3 separate regions of the Mus musculus genome follow, and regions 1 and 2 are each linked to region 3. Evidence: chromatin contacts called from public HiChIP or PLAC-seq and promoter capture Hi-C data. All regions are on one chromosome and are shown on one strand. Each heading gives the region's core, a stretch centred on a gene start, on an enhancer-like site or on the middle of the called end of the contact. The rest is flanking DNA. Distances are from core to core; before and after follow the strand shown.

Evidence for each region. Promoter capture Hi-C pulls out the DNA fragments that hold promoters and counts their contacts. HiChIP or PLAC-seq counts read pairs in DNA pulled down with a chosen protein or histone mark.
Region 1: a promoter capture Hi-C map of neural stem cells shows a contact between it and region 3. The contact joins the promoter of Syce2 here to the promoter of Ier2 in region 3. A contact is called at or near these places in 3 of 39 promoter capture datasets (cranial neural crest, embryonic stem cells and neural stem cells), 3 of 484 Hi-C or Micro-C datasets (B cells, CD4 T cells and embryonic stem cells), 16 of 115 datasets of contacts at active chromatin or transcription factors (the 230-238 cell line, the SCID.adh cell line, bone marrow-derived macrophages and 11 more) and 4 of 9 other capture datasets (adipose tissue, liver, macrophages and 1 more).
Region 2: a contact with region 3 is called in an H3K4me3 HiChIP or PLAC-seq map of embryonic limb bud, with 5 times the contacts expected there. The contact joins the promoter of Nfix here to the promoter of Ier2 in region 3. A contact is called at or near these places in 12 of 39 promoter capture datasets (the HPC-7 cell line, the SN4741 cell line, cranial neural crest and 9 more), 3 of 484 Hi-C or Micro-C datasets (embryonic stem cells and reprogramming fibroblasts), 26 of 115 datasets of contacts at active chromatin or transcription factors (acute myeloid leukemia, bone marrow-derived macrophages, craniofacial prominence and 18 more) and 3 of 9 other capture datasets (adipose tissue, liver and pancreatic islet).

The regions. Positions count from the first base shown.
Region 1 is chr8:84,870,132-84,874,440 of GRCm38.p6, forward strand. Syce2 (synaptonemal complex central element protein 2) reads left to right here and starts at 1,980. Exons shown (of 5, transcript NM_027954.3): 1 at 1,980-2,122; 2 at 2,589-2,701. The coding sequence starts at 2,108.
Region 2 is chr8:84,797,449-84,801,656 of GRCm38.p6, forward strand. Nfix (nuclear factor I/X) reads right to left here and starts at 2,920. Exons shown (of 11, transcript NM_001371053.1): 1 at 2,550-2,920. The coding sequence starts at 2,576.
Region 3 is chr8:84,661,064-84,665,206 of GRCm38.p6, forward strand. It overlaps Ier2 (immediate early response 2), which reads right to left and starts at 1,789. Exons shown (of 1, transcript NM_010499.4): 1 at 268-1,789. The coding sequence starts at 1,688. The coding sequence ends at 1,023.

The sequences.
Region 1 (4,309 bases), core at 730-3,229, 210 kb after region 3:
TTTAAAGATTTTATATATGTGAGTACACTGTAGCTGCCTTCAGACACAGACATACCAGAAGAGGACATTGGATTATATAGGTTTATGTCACCCACATTTTTTCCAGACAGGGTTGCTCTCTGTAGCCCTAGCTGTCCTGAAACTCACTCTGTAGACCAGGCTGGCCTCAGATGGGCCTGGTTTTGCCTCCTGACCACTGGGATTAAAGCTGTGCACCACCATCACCCAGCAACACTTAGTTTGTTGCCTCCTATCAATAAATTTATGATCTGCCAGTTATTTTTGCAACATTTATAACAGTTTTAGTTTTTAATCACTACAGTAATAAAAGGAAATGTATTTTAGGAGTGCCAGTTTTTCAGCTGGGTTTGGTGGTATACCCCTCCCCCTTGAATCAGCACTTGATGGGGCAAAGGCAGGCTGATCTCTGAGTTTGAGGCTAGCCTGGTCTATAGAGCTTCCAGGACAGCCAGGGCTATACAGAGACAGAAAGCAAGCAGAGGGAGCCCTGAGTAGGTAGAGTCCAGCCTGAATGTATATCTTAATCTGGGCACAGGAGTCCAAGACCAATTGACCCCTGGAAAACCTGTCTAATCAATTACCTATATGAACCAGGCTCAGGAGGAACGGCAACTCTTTCCCTAGAGTTCCAGAATGATGGCTTCCAGATAATCAACCAGTGTACAAAGGCTAGCAGATCTGGCTTCCTCTCCTGGTGTTTGCAGGCTAGGATTGCTCACCCCCAGATTCTTCCTACCAAGACTAGCTGTGCTGTATTTAATAAATAGCTGAGGGTCCAGGTTGCAGCCATAGCATTAGAGAAGCCACCGGATCCCAGTTTCACTGTGTGTCTGTCCTTTCTTCATTCCCTCACATAGCATTTCAGGCCCCAAGCTGCTAGGGATGTAGCAGCAAAAACAGAAAGGGTTGAAAAGATGGCTCAGAGGTTAAGTACTGGTTTGTCCTGCAGAGGACCAAGTCTAATTTTAAGCACCCATATGGTGGCTCACAATTGTAATTCCAGCCTCAGGGGACCTGAACCTCTTTTCTGGCCACTATGGGCACTATGCACACACGTAGTATAGAAATAAATATATGCAGTCAAAACACCCACACCCGTAAAAATGTGTATTAAAAAACCACTTAAACACAAGAGATCCCTCTAGATGGCTCAGTGGGTACAGGTGCTTGCCTAGTCTGATGACCTGAGTTGCATCTCCATGACCCACACGGTGGAAGGAGATTGTGGACTCGTTCAGGCTGTCCTCTGACTTCCACACTCCCGGAGTGGATGGCACATAGGCATGCACAAAATAGGTCAAACGTAAAACAAAAATAAAATTCAGCTCATCGATGAAGAGCATCAGGGAACAGGAATTAGGTTTTCAAAATCCATGCCAGGAGGCTTATAACTAGGGGATCTGATGCCCTCTTCTGGCCTTAGTTGGAAGGTGCCCAAAAGTAGTTTAAATCATATATAACATGTAAATAAAATAAAATGAAGGTTGTTCCTAGGTGGTGCCTGCCTTCAATTCCAAGGCAGAGAGGCAAGCTGATCTCAGAGTTCTAGGTCAGCCTGGTTTACAGAGTCCTAGGCTGGGACATAGTGGAACCCTGTTCCAAAAGAATTTGATCTGGGCACTAGTGGCGCATACTTTTGATCCCAGCACTCTAGCCGCAGAGGCAGGAGAGTGTGAGTTTGAGGCCAGTCTGATGTACAGAGCTAGTTCTAGGACAGTCAGGGAAACACTGAGAAACCCTGTCTTAAAAAGACACTGCCGCCACACAAACTGTAGATCGAAGGGGCGGAACTCTGACGCAGTGTGAATTCCTCAAACTCTTGAGGGCCACAGGTGACCCCGAGTCCCGCACCTACGCATTATGAGCTCAGACGCCCACCGGTCCATACAACACAAATCCGTCTGTTACCACATAGCACCAGCATAGCCCAAAAGGCAGAGCCAGTTCGGAGGGCCTTCGAGTTCGCCGCCCCCGGGGGGGGGGGGGCGGGGGCGGGGCCAGGGCGCGTTTCATTCAGCACGTGCTCGGGGCGGGGCGTGCAGGGGGCGTGGCGTGCGCAGAGGGCGCTGAGGCGGGAAAAGACGGAATGGAGCGCCACGGAGTGAGTGCGGTGCGGTTTCCCGTGTGCGGGCGGCGGGAGGCGGGCGACGGGGCTTAGGGCCGCGGGGAACAGAGACTTCCTCCACACATTCGAACCCGGGCCCTGTTCCCCGCGGTTGGAGCCGCCTCTTGCCGGGAGAGGCGAGGTTTCCTGACTAACGAGACGGTGGGGCCTGGTGGACGAGGCTGTGAGGGGGTGCGGTGCGCTTCAGGAGCTGGTCGAAGACAGCACACGGTGTAGACCAGGCCGGGCCTCGAACCCTCAGCGGTTGCCTGCCTCCGCCTCCCGAGGCTGAGGAGGGGTTCGAGGCGTGTGCCACACTCGGCCTCCTTTTAACTACTCTCCGCGGGAAGGTGTTAGCGCGCCCCCCATTGCGGCCCCGAGGGTCCTGACCCCGGGGCCTCCCTGCTAGCGCGTCCCTTTTGAGCTTCCCCACCCCGCCTCTCAGAGCTGGCTGCGCTCGCAGGTGGCCGCGCCTCCCGTGGAGTTAAAGGACCAGGAGCCGCCGGCGATTGTGGAGAGCGGAGAGCATCGGCAGAGTGAGAACCACGAGGAGACGCCCGGCTCAGTGGCCCCGAGGTGAGGAGTGACAGGCCCAGCTGCCCTTCCGGGGCCCCGCCTTGGTCACGTAGGTCATTCCACGTGGTCTGCCCTGGGCCTTGGTCCACGGGTGATTTAACACCTTCCAGGTTGGTGTTTTATGAAGCCGCAGAGGACAAGTGGAGCACCGTGGCGGGCCCGGCCTAGGTGTCCTCGTGAGGACAGCCATGAGACAGACCTCATATAGAGGAAGTTTACTGGCGAGAAGGGAGAGGTGGAGGAAAATAGAGAGCGAGAGCGAAAGAGGGAGGAAATGGAAAGATGGAGAGAGAGGGAAGATGGAGAGAGAGGAGGGGAGGGGAGACAGACACCAGAGCCAAATAGTCCTTACCTGTGAGCCAGGGTCTTACCTGGCTGTTGCTAGGTAACTCTTGGGCGGAGCCTACAGGAAATGCTAACAACAGGTGCCCACATTGGTTCTGGGTACTGGCAGTCTCCTTTTGATATCCACAAGGTTTAATTTCAGGATGCATAGAATCCTCATGTTTAGACTCATTTTCTCTTGGTTTTTGTTTTTCTTTCTTTTTCTTTTTTCTTTTTTTTTTTTTTTGGAGACAGGGTTTCTCTGTGTAACTCTGGCTGTCCTGGAACACACTATGTAGACCAGGCTGGCCACGAACTCAGAAACCCACCTGCTTCTACCTCCCAAGTGCTGGGATTAAAGGCATGTGCCACTGCTGCCCGGCTAGTTTCTCAATTCTTTTGTGGATTTATATGTGTGTGTGTTTTATTTAAGACATCAACAGAAAAGGGGTGAAAAAAGCTGGGCATAGTGGCACGTGCCTTTTATTTCCGCACTCCAGAGGCTGAGAGGAAGGCAGGGCTCTAAGCTCAAGGCCAGCCTGGTCTACAAAGTAAGTTCCAAGGCAGCCAGGCAGCCAGGGCTACGCTGAGAAACACTGTCTTGAAAAACCAAAACCAAAAAAATAAGACATCAACAGCCAGGCTTGGCGGCATAAACCTTTGATCCCAGCATGGTCTATATAGTGAGGCACTCAAAAGACACCAAAATCAAAGTCACTTAGATTTTCTCCAATATTCTAATTTTGTGATTTTTTTTTCATTTATTTAGATATGTGATCCACTCTGCATTTTCTACTTTGTTTGCTCTCTTGCTTTTTTGCTGTATAGAGGATGGAACCCAGTGTGCTTGTATGCGTGGTAGATGAGCACCCTGTCACTGAATGTACATTCCCAGTTGCTGAAACCTGCATGTGTTTGGATTTGACCTTGACTGGTCTGACAAAGGAATAAAGAAAGGACAGGCACCTGTACAAAAAACCACACGGGATTGAGTGGGCCATATGCCCTGCTGGAGGCACACCAGCCGCAGTCCTGAAACTTGGTTCATTTATAATTGGTTTTTTAGCCAGTTGAGATAGCAGGCTTATTGTATACAGTTGAATGAGGAAGCAGGTTTAGCTAATTTCAGTAGGAAGTCTCTGTAGGGGAGCAGTTTCAGGCTGTAAATATGCAGGAGAAAAAGAAGTGGTCCATACATTTTATACACACTGTCAACATCTGAACACATACCACGGGAAGGCTTTGCCATTCCCAGGAATCTGAAACATTGAAGTTCTTGAAATG
Region 2 (4,208 bases), core at 1,670-4,169, 140 kb after region 3:
GACGTCAAGGTGAATACGGTGTTTATGATCTCCCCTTGGCGGCGATGGCACATGTGTGGTGTGTCCGTTGTCGAGGGGCCCACGGGGTCCACCGAGTCCATCCGACTCCTGATGTCCGCCTGAGACTCAGGCCTGTGGCAGTAAAGGGCTCCAGCAGCTCCAACAATGGCCCCACCCACCGCTGGATCAGTTTCTCTTTTCTAGGAGATCCTCCCCACTACCCTTCCTCTTGCCTGCCCCACCAAGCCCCGCTGCTCCAAGCTTGCTTCTGTTCAATCATTTATTGACTTTAAAATTGACGCCAATTCTGGTTTGAAAAAAGAAAGAAAGAAAAGGGAGAGGGGGCAAGGGGTGTAGAGAGAGTCTGAGAGAGAAATGGGGGAGGCCAGAACAAAACCAGAGACAGGGACAGAGGGACACCTAGAAACACAGGACAGACATGACAAGGAACAAAGAGCAGAGATAGAGAAACACACACACACACAAAAAGGCCAGCCAGCAAAAGAGGTTGTTAGAGAAGCAAAGATGGGAGGCAAACTATGGCAGTAGAAAGAGAAGTGGCCGAGAGGCAGGGACAGCCAGACCCTGATGACCGAAGGCTGCCAAGGACCCTAAGCAAAGGGGTTTCCCTGCCCACCATGCAGGGCTGGCAGACTGGTGAGACTGTGCCCACTCCCCTCCCAGGCAGCCTGGCATGTGCAAGATGAAACTCGCACAGATTGGAGCCCGTATTCCCTTCTGGAGTGCCACAGAGCCAAACTGAGGCCATCACCCCAAATCTGGGGGCCATCCCAGTTCCTCCGGGTAGCCTTGGCACCCGGGCATTAGCTGGTTTTTTTCTCTCCAGTGGTGGGTGCTTCACCTGACCCATGGGTGAGGAGGGGGTAAGCCCAGATGTCTGGCAAGGTTGGAGTGGAGGCAGGCTAGCAGCCTGGTAGACAAGGTAGCTGCTGGGACATGGGGTCTTTGTCCCACTAGCACTCAGACACCAGCAGATCATCAATCTCCCTGAAGGGAGCCACAGCTCAGATCTAGATAGCTGACCAGGTCCTCCTGTGGGGAACCCAACACAGAGTAGTTGACAACTTGAAGGAACAGACCCACACTGCTATGGTGGTCAGATTGGCTCTTAACGCTTGCAGGACAGGCGAGCATGGGCTCCTCCGCTGACACACACTTGCACGTGATTTGTACTGGAAGACACACCATCTCCCCTGGTCATCTGTGTTTGTGCCACGCAGTCTGGCCACTGCCAGCCTACAGAAGTCACACACAGACTCTAGACACACAGACAAGTAGCCCCTGGGACTACAAGAACGTGGTGTCGCTGGAACTGCAACCCGCCTGCATATACCTTCTTGCCCTTCAAAACATCCTGGCATGCTCCTTGAATACCTGGCCATATATACACACCATGAGTATATGTTCCCACTCTAAGGTGGTGGCACTTTTAGCACTTGTCGGAAAGGGCTCTGGTTTAGCAAAGGATTGCCATTAGGGACTTGGGGTTGGCCTAGAGAGCTCCCACAGACAGGCCTGGCCAGCAGGCAAGGCTAGACAACCTCCACAAATTCCCTCTGCCTGCCGAAATCTGTCATCTGCCCTGGCCTGGTCCTGCAGATAGAGCTGTGAGGGCCCCTCTAGATCTGGGTTGGTCTGGCTGGTGCCCTCTCAGAGCTTGGAGTCACGGCTAAAAAGAGTGGGGTGGCAGATCAGGCACGCTCCAGGCCTGAGCCTCCGCTACACCATAGCGCAGGGAACTTCGCTGGAGGCGGGACGCGTTCTCGCGCTCGCGCTCCCGAAGCACGCCAAGGTCGGCGCTGCTGTGCCCGAGGCTGACCCGACGGCTGATCCCAACAGGGTCGACCTGCGGTGGCCGCCGCCGCTCCCGCCCTTCCCGCCTGCGGGTAGCGGACCGGGATTCCCCGGGGCACTTCCAGGTTCACGCAGCGGCGGTCCTGGTCTTCGAGACCGGAAAGTTTGCACGGAGGAAAGTTTGGGGCCGGGGAGCCGCGTCTGCAAACGTCCAGGATCCGCAGAGAGGCGCGGCCCGGGCTGGCAGCACGCCCGTCCCTCCCTCCCCTCCCCTGCCCCTCCGAAATTTGGGAGCCCCGCCATTTTCTCAGCCCCGCTCCCATGCGAGGCCTGAACAAAGACTTTGGGGAGACGCCCGGGCCGCTCGGGCCGCCCGGGGCACCCCAGCCGCACGCAGAGCCGCTGCCCACACGCCCGCCACTGCCACCCCGGGGCGGCCGCGCCGCGCCGCGCGCACGGAACGCCGCCCGCCCGTGCTCCCCCGCGCCCCGGGGCCACTCTGCCTCCTGCCGCCGTGTCACCCTGCCCGCCCGCGCCTGCCACCACGCCGCGTCGCCGCGCAGCAGCAGGGGTCCGCTGTCCGCCGCACCCCGCCGCGCGCGTTCGCCCCTCGCCCCCTCTCCACGCACTCCTGCCGCGCGCCCCGGGGCAGCGCCCCCGCGCCCCGCCCGCTGCCCGCGCGCCTGCGGGACCCCGGCCCGGCCCTCCCGGGGCGCGGGGGCGGCGGCCGGTACCTGGGTGAGGCAGTACGGGGAGTACATCGCTGGGCGCCCGGGCGCGAGCGCGGAGGCCGGCCGCGGCGAGGGCAGGCCCGGCAGGCGGCGTCGCGCTGGCTGGCGCTCGGGCTCCGGCTCCGCTGCTCCGGCCTCTGCCGCGCGGCGCCCGCCCGGCCCGCGGCCCCGCTCGGCCCGCCGCCGCTCCGCGCTCACAGGCTCGGCCCCGCGGGCTCCGGGCCGCCGCCGCGCTCGCCGCTGCCTCTCGCGTCCGCCGCCGCCGCCGCCGCCGCCGCGCGTCTACTCCATGCCGCCGCCGCTCGGCCGCTCGCCCTCGCCCGCCACCGCCGCCGCCGCCGCCGCCGCCGCGCTGTGAAAGTGAAAGTTTAGACAAAGTTTGGAAGCGGCGCACTCCGGGGAGAGGGAGCGGGCGGGCGGCGCGGGCGGGAGGAGGGGCGCGGGGAGGGGCGGGCGGGGCGGGTGAGCGCGGCCGGCGCGCACACACATGCACACACGCACACACGCACACACACATACACGCGGGGACGCACACCGACGCGGCCGCCCCGACACGTGCTGGCCGGCGTTCGGGCGCCGACACACGCTGACACGCAGCAGGGCTTGGACGGGCACAAATGTCACGAAGGAACGCAGGGCCTATTCCTCATGGAGTCGCAGCAGACGGCGGTGCACACCGGGCACAGACACGAGCAAGAGCCACACACCACCTACTGTCACATGTCGTCCCAATGCAGACAGATGCGGAGAGCCACACTAACATACATGCACGTGCCACACATGTTCCTGCAGAATATTGACACACACGATCACACAACCATATATACCTTGTCACACTCTGGATACACAATGACACACCAACACACAGCCACGCCAAAATATCTTGGAAGACAGCTATGGCAACCCAGACATGGTGACACTGACACATGGGAGCCCCCATACAAAGGACACAAAGTATCACTGTACATACACACACACACACACACACACACACACACACGTTATACATTGAGTTGGCCAGATATACCCCAGACCTAGGGCACACTGATCTACAATCCTGATAGCAAAACAGCTGGCAGGTTCTGTAAAAACTCTCTCAAGTATAACACGCATGCATGCGCGCGCACACACACACACACACCACCCTTACCCTTCATATGTCTCCCATAGCTTTGCACATGTCCTGGGACTTAGGAACATTATTTGTATTGTGGTGATGCTCCAGCCCATTGCAGGCCCAGGATTCCCCATTTCCACTGCAGATGGGAATGAGGTGGGGTGGGTTGGCATATGGCATCTGTCTGCAATCCCTGCACTCAGAAGCTCCAAGAGAAAAATTATAACTGAGCTGTAGACCAGCCTGAGCTACATAGTTTGAGGCTGGCTTGACCTGTGTACTGAGACCCTGTTTCAAAACACACACACACACACACACACACACACACACTCTCTCTCTCTCTCTCTCTCTCACTCTCTCTCTCTCTCTCTCTCTCTCTCTCTCTCTCTCTCTCTCTCTCTCTCTCTCTCTCTCGCAACAGAGAGAGAAAGGAAAAGTCTTCACAGAGAGGGAGGGAAGAAAGAAGCTGGGAAGGGGGTACTGGAAACTCTGAAGTAGGACATAGAGAACTGTTGGGTGACTCTAGGTTGATGGGAAGACTGTGC
Region 3 (4,143 bases), core at 539-3,038:
CCTCAGCTCTTCTTGAAACACTGCACCCAATACCCCCCTCCCCAATTGTAAACTAAGCTTTCCACACACTATTCCCCCAGAGTTTGTTAATTTCTAAGGCACTCCCAAATTACAGGGCTAGCTTAAGCAGGTAAACTTGTGGCAAAGAAATGGGGCCCGGCCTCCCTCTGGCTCCGCACCCAGTCAAACCAGTTCCGGAGGCTTAGGGAGCGGCTGACCCCTTAACCCCACCCCTCCCCCACCAGGGAAGCAAGCCAGACAAGCCGCGCGTTTTACACCGATGGTCTTTATTTTCCTAGCTGACATTGTAAAACTCCAGGTAGTTGCTAATTAAACAACCCACCGTGGGAAAAGTAAACAGACTTTCTTAAACACGCTGGTAAAAAAAAAATTTTCTTTCCTGCCCGAAGAAGCTGTGTCTACGGCAGCAACTACGACCAGCGGCCCACCCGTCCCGCGGTGGTCCACGCCAGGCGATCATCTAGGTTGACCAGTCCCGGGGTCTCCAGCCACTTCAACTCTGATCGCAGATTTGATTGGTTCAGTTCAGGCTCACCCACAGCAGCCTGTGGGGGCGAGGTGACTCAAGTCACTTCCCAGTCCCTAGGGCGGGTCCACACCCTGGCCTCCTCCCAGGCCCCACACCCACGCAAGGCAACAGGAAGCACCCGCGTCTGTCCCATGACGCAACTCTGACCGCTTGCACAAGCGTGCCCACTTGTAGGGGCCGAAACGCGAATGGTAGTGAAACGGCCTTGAAAGGGCAGCCTGGCCCCTAGAGAGTTCGACCCTGAGATTCAAGATCTAGGTGTCCCTTCTCCAAGCCAAGGAAGGGACAGTCCTTTAATAGCACCTATGGACGCACGTCTGGGAGAAGGCGCCCGCGCCCCTCGCTCCTCAGTCCTTCCCCTGGCCTCTCGGCAGCTCGGGCCGCGGCTCTTCTTCACGGCCCCCGCCGGCCTTCGCCTCGGGTGTGCGTTCTCCGCTCCGGTGGCGCCGCTCGAAAGAAGCCACCAGAGCTCTCAGAAGGCCACCACAGCTCGCACCAGCACGTTGAGCATATTGTCGGCCGGGCGGCAGGCTGGCTTGGCCTCGCACGTGGGGGGCGTCGGCGGGGGCACGGCGGGTCCACAGTTCAGGAGACTGGAGAAGCGCCTTTGGAGGACGCGGGCGAGGTTAGGGAAGGCACCTTCGCTTTGTGCCGGAGGAAGCTGCAGGCGATCGGGAACCTCCGACGTCGCCTCCCCCTCCACCTCTTCTAGACGGGCCTTCTTGCTTGGTACCAGTCCGGCATCACTACCGTCGCTCAAATCGCTGCTGCTCCGGCGCTTGCGGCTGACTCTAGCGGGGGGCGGGTCACAGAGCGCAGGGGTCTCCTGGACTCGCAGCACTTCCTCTTGCGTATCCATGGGCTCCGGAGGCTGCACGGCTTCGGGGGACGCTACTTCCACTGCAACTTCGGCTTCCCGCGGCGGGTGCAGGCGAGGGTCAAGAGCCCTGCGGGATGGCGGGAACTCGGGCTGGTGGGCTTCTACCTTGGCTGAGAGGTAGACCTCTCGAGCGCTGCGCATAACGAGGGACAGCTGCAGACTCCGGTGGAGTCGCAAGCCACCTCGCTGCATGCGAGAGTGGTACATCTTCCATACCGACAGAGTCATGATGCGCTGCGCTTCTTTCTGTACTTCCATGCTTGTTCGACGAGAGTAGTTAAGTCGAGAATGGGTTAAGACGGGCGGTGCAGCCCAGACGACAAGCTTACAGCAGCAGGTACTCTGCTAGACGTTCGGGCGAGGGCAGCAAGCCGGAGCCTTTTAATATACTGAGAGTGACGTCACTGCAACACCACGCCCAACCAGAGGGCCTCATCCGGGCTTTCCACAGTGGCTAGCGAGTCCTTAAAGCAATAGGGATAAATTTACGCCTCGAAGGAAAAAGGACTTAACTACTGCAAGGAAGAACTTCCCCACTGCACCTTAAGACACTAGGTTCTGGGTTCTCAGAGTCACCAACGGGCCAGAGGATGAGGCCCACCAACGAGACGGATAGTGGGCGGTAATCTGACTGCAGTGGGGAAAACCCGGGACCGGGGTACATTCCCCGAGGGCACCGTTCATCTTGCCTACCAGCCTGCTAATTAATATTTTTTGAACAGTAAAAACGCTGCTACTTATTAAGCAGTTACTACACGCCAGTTACTACAGTGTTGAACTTTCTCTTTTTATTCAATGTCTCTGATCTCTCACCTCCACTCCATAGAAGATACAGTTTTCCAGGTGAGAAATAGGCAGCCACCTGACCAATATTTACTAAACGAATGATTATATGATTATACTATGGCGAAAGGATCAACTAAAGCCTGCAGCCCTTCTATCTCCACCTTTCTGGACATGGGTGGAAAGTGGGCACGGACACTGTACCCCGTAACCACAGATATCCACCACCTCACGACTGCTCTTTACTTTCAGCGTTAAAGATCTCCCAGTTTTCCGCAACCCAGTGGCATGGAAGTCCCAATGTCCATAGGGCCTGCGATCTTCCCTTGTCAATAGAGCAGTTTTCTGCCTTCATGCCCTCGTGAACGGAATTACTCCAAGAAAGACAGATATCTGGGTCGAGATGGCACAGTGGGTGGAGCCACTTGTTGCCAAGCCTAACGAACTCAGTTCGATTCCCGGTCCCACCGGTCCCACGCCGTACAAGAGAACAGACTTCTATACGATGTCTCACACACACACACACACACACACACACACACACACACACACACACACACACACACACACACACACACAGTAACAAAGAAAAGAAAAAAAGAAGTCGGTTCCACTTTGCATCACTTCCCAAGAAAAACTTGCTTCTAGTTGCAGAAGGGAGAAAAATTCAAATAACCCCTTTCATTTGCTGTGCAGGCCCTTTAAGAAACACCCCCTGCCAGCGGGCAGACTTCCCGCCACTGCAGCCGGCCGACTTCCCTGGCTAAATTTGGATGTAATGACGTAGGTTGGCGCCGCGAACCACTTCCGGATGCCCATATAAGAACAAGGGCAGCCGGTCTTAGCCCGAGGAGAGGGCTTCCGGGGCGGGGCCCCTTCCATCGGCGAGCACGCCCCTCCAATCCAGCCCTCAGGAGCCTAACTAAGTGTTGTCTCGGGTCGTTCGAGTCTGTTTGGTGCTACAGTTCTTTGGACAGTCTGCACGGCGTCCCGGAGAGAACTCGATGTTTCCTTCTCTCATGCTCTCACACGCTGCGGCACCGTCATGCGGGATGAGTCCGGGTGGAGTGAGATTCGCACCCTGTGGAGTTACGGAAAAACATCTTCGAAACCCTCCTGCACTCACATATGTAGAGGACAAAGTACTCAGTTCTTGGGCTGTTCTTTCTTCCCGTCTTCCTGGGGAAACTACCCGTGTACTCAGTGTTGGCGGCACGTCCCTTTACCTGCTGAGCCACCTTGCTGGCCTTTTATTAATTTTTTTTTTTTGAAACAAGATATCACCTTTATAGTTTCAGCTGTCCTGCACTGCTTCTGAGTGTTTTTTCTTTCTTTCTCCTTCTTTTCTCCTTTTTTTCTTTTTGTATTTTACCTGCTTGCATGCCTGTGCCAGAGGAGGGCATCGGATCTCCGGACATTGGGTCAGTTATGTGGGCGCTGGGAATCGAACCTGTGTTCTCTGAGAACAGCAATCATATTTTGTTTGTTTTGAGACAGGGTCTCACTATGTAGCTCTAGCTGTCCTAGGACTCATTTTGTAGACAAGGCTGGCCTCTGCCTCCCTAGTGCTAGGATTAAAAGCGTGAGCCACCGTGCTCAGCTACAACCGCTGAGCTAGCTAATTAATGTATTCCGTATCCCGCTGTCATCCCATAAGAGTTACACAAAAGCAAGATTATTGACATTGGCTAAAAAGGAAACTGAGGTTCCACAGTTGAGGTCCGACCCAGTTTTGTAGTAGGCTGCCAGTATGTGTATGCCCACAACCAAGATGGCCGAGGTGCAGGCGGAAGTCCACACGCTTTGGCCCTCTAGCGCCGCTCTTTCTTTTTTGGCGGTCGGGCTCTCGATGGTGGCATCCCTGGCGCGAAGGTGGCACCATGTATCGCTTTCTGCTAGGGAACAAGTTAGTCTGCTCCTGCTGGTTGGG